Regions from separate parts of the Ovis aries genome. Here region 1 is linked to region 2. The links are chromatin contacts, called in public Hi-C maps. All regions are on one chromosome and are shown on one strand. Each heading gives the region's core, a stretch centred on a gene start, on an enhancer-like site or on the middle of the called end of the contact. The rest is flanking DNA. Distances are from core to core; before and after follow the strand shown. Region 1 overlaps P2RY2 (purinergic receptor P2Y2). Region 2 overlaps ARAP1 (ArfGAP with RhoGAP domain, ankyrin repeat and PH domain 1).

The links. Hi-C and Micro-C count contacts between places; a contact is called where the count stands out from the background.
Region 1: a contact with region 2 is called in a Hi-C map of liver, with 5 times the contacts expected there. The contact joins two enhancer-like sites. A contact is called at or near these places in 3 of 16 Hi-C or Micro-C datasets (blood, liver and tail adipose tissue).

Annotation. Positions count from the first base shown.
Region 1 is chr15:51,450,664-51,453,558 of ARS-UI_Ramb_v3.0, reverse strand. It overlaps P2RY2 (purinergic receptor P2Y2), which reads right to left. Exons shown (of 5, transcript XR_006056377.2): 4 at 2,261-2,328. Among named protein-coding and RNA genes, the nearest start is that of P2RY2, 17 kb to the right of the region's middle. Within about 2 kb of position 1,433, at least 9 of the 54 cell types and tissues checked have an H3K27ac peak or open chromatin away from gene starts, as enhancers often do. A contact at or near this core is called in liver, where this site is marked.
Region 2 is chr15:50,994,350-50,997,294 of ARS-UI_Ramb_v3.0, reverse strand. The region is part of intron 2 of ARAP1 (ArfGAP with RhoGAP domain, ankyrin repeat and PH domain 1); the gene reads left to right. Among named protein-coding and RNA genes, the nearest start is that of ARAP1, 31 kb to the left of the region's middle. Within about 2 kb of position 1,409, at least 3 of the 54 cell types and tissues checked have an H3K27ac peak or open chromatin away from gene starts, as enhancers often do. A contact at or near this core is called in liver, where this site is marked.

The sequences.
Region 1 (2,895 bases), core at 184-2,683, 460 kb before region 2:
CTGCAGTGCCCTGGTGGGGACCACCAGTCAAGAAGAAAGGGCCAAGTCTTGCTGCCAGAGGTGGGGAGCCCTTTGGAAGACCAAGGGCATCCTGTTCATCCCCTCCCATTGTCACTTCTCCCTGAAGCCCTTCCACAGCCCATCACCCAGACAAGGCTCTGTAAACACACAGGAGCTCACGAGCCTGAGTGCCACCCAGTGCCAGGCAGGGCAGAGGGTGGTCCCACCCTCAACCCAGGATGGCCTGCTCCCTTCCCCCACATCCTGAGGAAGCCTCGCCCACAGGGGACACCCTATTGTTCACTGGCCGGACACACAGTCCTTTCCTTCAAATCACTTATCCCAGTGTGGTTATATATTAAATTATGTGAACTCCACAGGGGCAGGGGCCAGCTGGTTCGCCTCCATATCCCCGTGGCACAGTGCCCGACGTGTAAATGCTTATGTTCCAGCCTCTGATCTCAGTGCATGTGTATTGATTCAGGCCTCCCAATGCCCTACATGGGAGGTAGTGTCTCCTTCTGGAAATGAGAAAACAGAGGGGCTGCAAGATTCAGTGATTTGCCCAAGATGCCACAGCTGAAGAAAAGTGGAGACACTCAAATGCAGGTGGTCTGGGCAGAGAGTTGGTGCTCTTAACCTCATCCTCACTGGAGCGCCTCTCTCATCCTGAATCACATGAAGGTTGAAGGGTTGTTTACAAACTCTCCTGCCCCACAGGGACTGCAAGTGGCAGGGGACACTGGAAAGGGAACTACTCATGGAAGTGAACTCAGTCTTGACTCCCCATTTACTGCCTGTATAACCTGGAGCAAGTCCTCATCTCTCAGAGCCTGTTCCCTCATTTGCTAAATGGGAATAATACTGTCTATCTCACATGGTAGTGGTGAAGAAATATTACAGTGGATGTAAGAGGGCCCTGCCTGGTGCCTGGGACATAGGTCAATACCTCGATTCCCTTCCTTAGGTGCCTGACTCTTACATCCACCCAAATCTTCCATGACAAGGGTGATGGTAAAGAGGTAGCTTTGGTGGCCTGACCTGCCAAGATTGGAGTAGTTGTGTCTGGAGGGCATGTTACCCAGGGCCTTTCCTAGCCTTTGGAGGGTCAGAGTGTCCCTCCTGGGCCCCAGGACTACTGCCAACGAGAGAAGAGACCTCTATGTGCCAGGGCCCCTGCCCCTGCTGCATGGAGCTCCCTGAGCTGAGCTGCTGCTGGCCGGTCAGCAGGCGTTTCCTCCTCCCAGTTGTTCCCCTACCACCCCAGTGCCCCAAGTCCCTGGCTTTAGCTCCCTAGCTCCGTCAGAGGCGGGAAGAGCTGGGGTGGTGGGGGTGACGGCAGGATTCCCACAGAGGCACTGACCTGCACTGAACGGAGCGGGAGCGGAGCAGCTGGGGCGGTCCAAGCCCCTGGCGCACAGCCAGGCGCCACGCTGACCTGCCAGGTGACCTTGGGCAAGGCCCCGCCCCTCTCTGGCCTTAAGTCTGTAGCTGAGTTGATAGTCCCCAGGGTCCGTCAGGGGCTGCGCCCTGTCACACTGGCCTTCCGGAGTCAACAGCCCCAGGAAGTGATGTCAGGCTGAGGAGGTGGGGAAAGGGCAGGGAGGCCCACAGAGTAAGAGGAGATATTTTGAGAGCAGACAGGTCCCTCCACGTCACTGCTGGACAATGGTCTGGGGCCAGGAGTGGAAAATTCTGCTCTTACTTTGGCTGAAAATAGTATAAGGCAACAGGGTCGGGAACCCACCCTCAAGGAGGGTGGCCTGCCCACTGAGCAGCAAGGCCCAATGTCCACAACAAGGGGCCAGGCAGTCTGACCAGGGTCCAGAGATGGGGCCCTGGGCCTGTCCATGGTTCTCTTAGGGTCTCCGTTCCCCACCCCAACCAGTGTCGGCCACAGGATTGGATGGTGAGTAAAATCCTCCTGTCCCGTAGGTCCTGTGTCCTTAGACATCTCCAGGCACTGGTTTCAAGGAAGGCTTCCTGAGGCTAGGCCATAGTGTGGTCTTCATGTGCTGCGGACACTGAGTCCTCAGTTCTCAGGGTCTCAGGACAGCTGCTGGAGGGGTAAGTGGGCAGGACATGAAAGGTGTGGGGACCAGGGGAACTTGGGCCCATGGGACACAGTCCCATCCCCAACTGCAGATGGACATTCAAGGGCCCCCAAAGTCATGACATATAACTCCCTGACTCTGGGTCTGAGCAGGGCTGAGGGAGTCAGAGCTCAGCATCAACACTCCTGGTCAGTAGAGCATCTCACCTGGGTAGAGGCTCCTTATAAACTGAGATGGGCTTCAGCCTGAGCAGCAGCTGGTAGGAAACTCAGGCCTGCAAGAAAGGTTCAAGGACAGACTCTAAGAGATCATCACAAAGATAATCATATGGATCCCAGCTATATTAACAGAAGTAACCTAGAATGCGGGAGGTGAGCATTCCACACTACTTTGGGCAAGTCACCCACATTACACAATGCAGAGTAATGGTCGGGGTCATGGCTCATGACAGGTCCCTGTCACACGGGGGAGCCCTGGAGCTAGACCCTAAATAGGGCAACCCTGAGGGTGCTGTTTTGACGAGGCAGAGTGGGAAGGGTGGAGAAGTCACTGGAGGTAGGTGGAGGCGGAGTGGGGAAATCAGGCAGAGAGGGCCCATCAGGGAAGGGCTTTCCCAGAGGGAGAAAGAGATAATTCTTATTCTTGAAGTTAAAAGTGAGGTCAGTTTTGCCTTGAAAGTGAAAGTGAAGTCGCTCAGTCATGTCCGACTCTTTGCGACTCCATAGACTGTAGCCTACCAGGCTCCTCTGTCCATGGGATTTTCCAGGCAGGAATACTGGAGTGGGCTGCCATTTCCTTCTCCTATTCCTGCCCAAAGGCTGGAGCTAGCTGGCACCTGCAC
Region 2 (2,945 bases), core at 160-2,659:
TTGGGCATAAGGTGGAGAGCAGATGGGTCCATATGCCACTTAGATAGAGAAGAAAGGGGCTGAAGGAGCAGAGGGGTCAGGAATGGGGCAGGCGGAGAGCAGCTTTGCATGGGCGTCGCGGAGGCTGCCCAGAGGAGGCCTATTGAGCCGTGTTCAGAGGTACAGACAGGCTTTCCACAAGCTGAGATGTAGGGAGAGGGCCAGGAGGTGTAGGCAGGAAGAAGTGGTGTGAGCAGGGCTGCTGAGTCCATGCCCAGGCCTGGGACTGATCTTCCGGTCTTGTAGGGCCAGGGGTCAGTGGGAGCACCCCAGCTGGGCTTCAGCTACAGATTGGAGCTGGGGCTGCTCTAAGGGGTGCAGGCACCAAGTGGTCAGGACTCTGGCTAGTTTTTGGGCACTGTGTGGGCACTGCCCCGTCCCCCGGAATTTCCCACATCTGTGCCTTCCTGATACCACTTCTCCTTTCCTGGGCTTGGCCCTGACTCAGCATGGCCCTGGTCCCCCGTGGTAGGCGGGGAGAGGGATCAGCTAGGAGGCTTCCTGGAAGAGATGTCTAGAATGAGATTGGGAGGCCCATGGGGTCCCCTTGCTCCGCTTTCTTGGCATATAACCCTTTTCCTGCAAAGACTTTGCTGGGAAAGGAGCCCTTAGCATCTGTTCCTGTCTCCCTTATCACTATGGTAACAGGGCCATCAGAAATGTGATCACATTTCCTTTTGGATGGAACATCAACTCAGAGCTGTCTGGATCCTGAGTTGTAGCCAGTGTGAGGAGGCGGATCTCAGAGAAGCCCTGGGATCCCGGCTATGGCCTCATTTGCCCCTGATGGTTGAGTTTGCAGCTGTGGTGCTGTACTTCCTGGGTGAACATCCTAGTTGTGGGACCAAGAACAAATTACTTCCTGTCTCCATGTCTCAATTTCCTCATCTGTAAAGTGGGGATAGCAAGAAGCCCTGCCTTAGGGAACCCTTGTGATGAGTAAATGAGTGAATTCACTTAAAGCTCCTGGGAAAGTATACATACACACATACATACTTAATAAAAATTAAGTAATCCAGGTCTTCATTTATTAATCCCTGCTGAGTGCTGGGCATACAGTAGTGAAGAAGGAGGGTATGGCACTTGTCTTAGGGAACCCACGTGCTGGGGAGCCAGGCCTCAGGAAGGGCAGGTCCCTCACAGATGATCAGGACGGTGGTGGGGGAGGACTGGGGGCCAGAGATGAGAGGACTGATGCTGCCTGGGTTCTGAGGATGCTCTGTTGCCATCAGCTTTGCTTCAGTGCTGGCTCTGAGTCCTGGGGGAGGCAGGGAGCCAGGCCGACACAGCCCTGCTTGGCATTGGAAGGGCAGAGGCTGTCCCCCCTGCTCTGAGCACGTCTGGTTGGTCCTGATCCAACATCCTAGAGCTCTGCTCTCAGCTGATCACAGGCTGGGCCTCCAAGGGCCCCTTCCTATTGGAGTCTGGGAGACTATGTGCGATAGTTTGCTTTGGACTTTAGACTTGACCAGCTGGGAGCTGACACCACAGGTCATGCCCTCGGGCCTGCCTTTTATTTGCTTCCCTCTTGACCCTGTTGGCTAACCTGTCCACCTACCTATCCACCCACCCGCCCAGCCAACATGCTCTTGTTGCTATCTCAGCCAGGCCCTGTACTAGGTGGGCTGTGGGGATACAGAGTCAACATCAAGGCTGCCCTTGCCCTAAAGAGATTCAGGGTCATGTTGGGGAGACAGCCTAGTACAGTGCTCATTGTAGGGAGAGTCTTCGCAGGTCCAGCTAAACTCCCACCCTAGGCCCACTTGGCATCAGATTCTCTGAGAAGCATAGAGAGAGGGAAGAGCTGGCCACCAGGACAGCGGTGGGTCTTCCTCTGCTGGAGGGTCCTCCTGGCAGTCACTGCCGCCGTCCACATAGCTGTCTGGGAGCCATTCTCTGTGGTCCTCCAGGGGGCAGCTTGGGGGTGGGGGACAAGACTCACAGTGGACAAGTGTGGGAGCCACCCTGGCTTGGAGACCTCTTGCTCCAAGGAGCCAATATGTCTTCTAACAACCTAGCAGGTGTGGTTTCAGGTCCTTTGCACAGGCTGTGCCCAGTAACAAGCTTCCACACTCTGGGAAGCCCAGAGCTCCAGCTTCTCCCCCAGGTCAAGAGATCACTTACAGTTTCTCCCAGTCCAGGTGCAGTTCCACACTCAAGCCACTCTTGCTAAAGGTAGTGTTGCCTGGGAGCGTGGCTGACATACCACCTTCATCAGGTTTCTAGGGAGAAGGAATTTTGTCCATTCTTTACCTATGGAGAAAAAGAAGATAGAGTTCAGGGTGATGTAGAAGTAGCCACTACGTGTCCTAAGAAGCATCCAGACTGTGGCGTCAGGGTTCAGGTCTGGCTTAGATGCTAGCACAGTACCTGGCACAAAGGAAGGCGTTACTAAAAATCGGGTTACTTGGAATAATTCACCTAAAAGCTCATCACAGAGGATAACATGGGCAGGGCCTAGGGGAGCAGGAAGGAGGGGTCAGGAAAGACTTTGAGAGAAGGGGCATTGAGTGAGAAGTTAAAGGATGAGTAGATCTCAGTGCAAAGAAATAGAGGAAACAATAGAATGGAAAAGACTAGAGATCTCTTCAAGAAAATTAGAGATACCAAGGGAACATTGCATGCAAAGATGGGCACAATAAAGGACAGAAATGATATGGACCTAACAGAAGAAGAAGATATTAAGAAGAGGTGGCAAGAATACACAGAAGAACTGTACAAAAAAGGTCTTCATGACCCAGATAATCACGATGGTATGATCACTTACCTGGAGCCAGACATCCTGGAATGCAAAGTCAAATGGGCCTTAGGAAGCATCACTACGAACAAAACTAGTGGAGGTGATGGGATTCCAGTTGAGCTACTTCAAATCTTAAAAGATGATGCTGTGAAAGTGCTGCACTCAA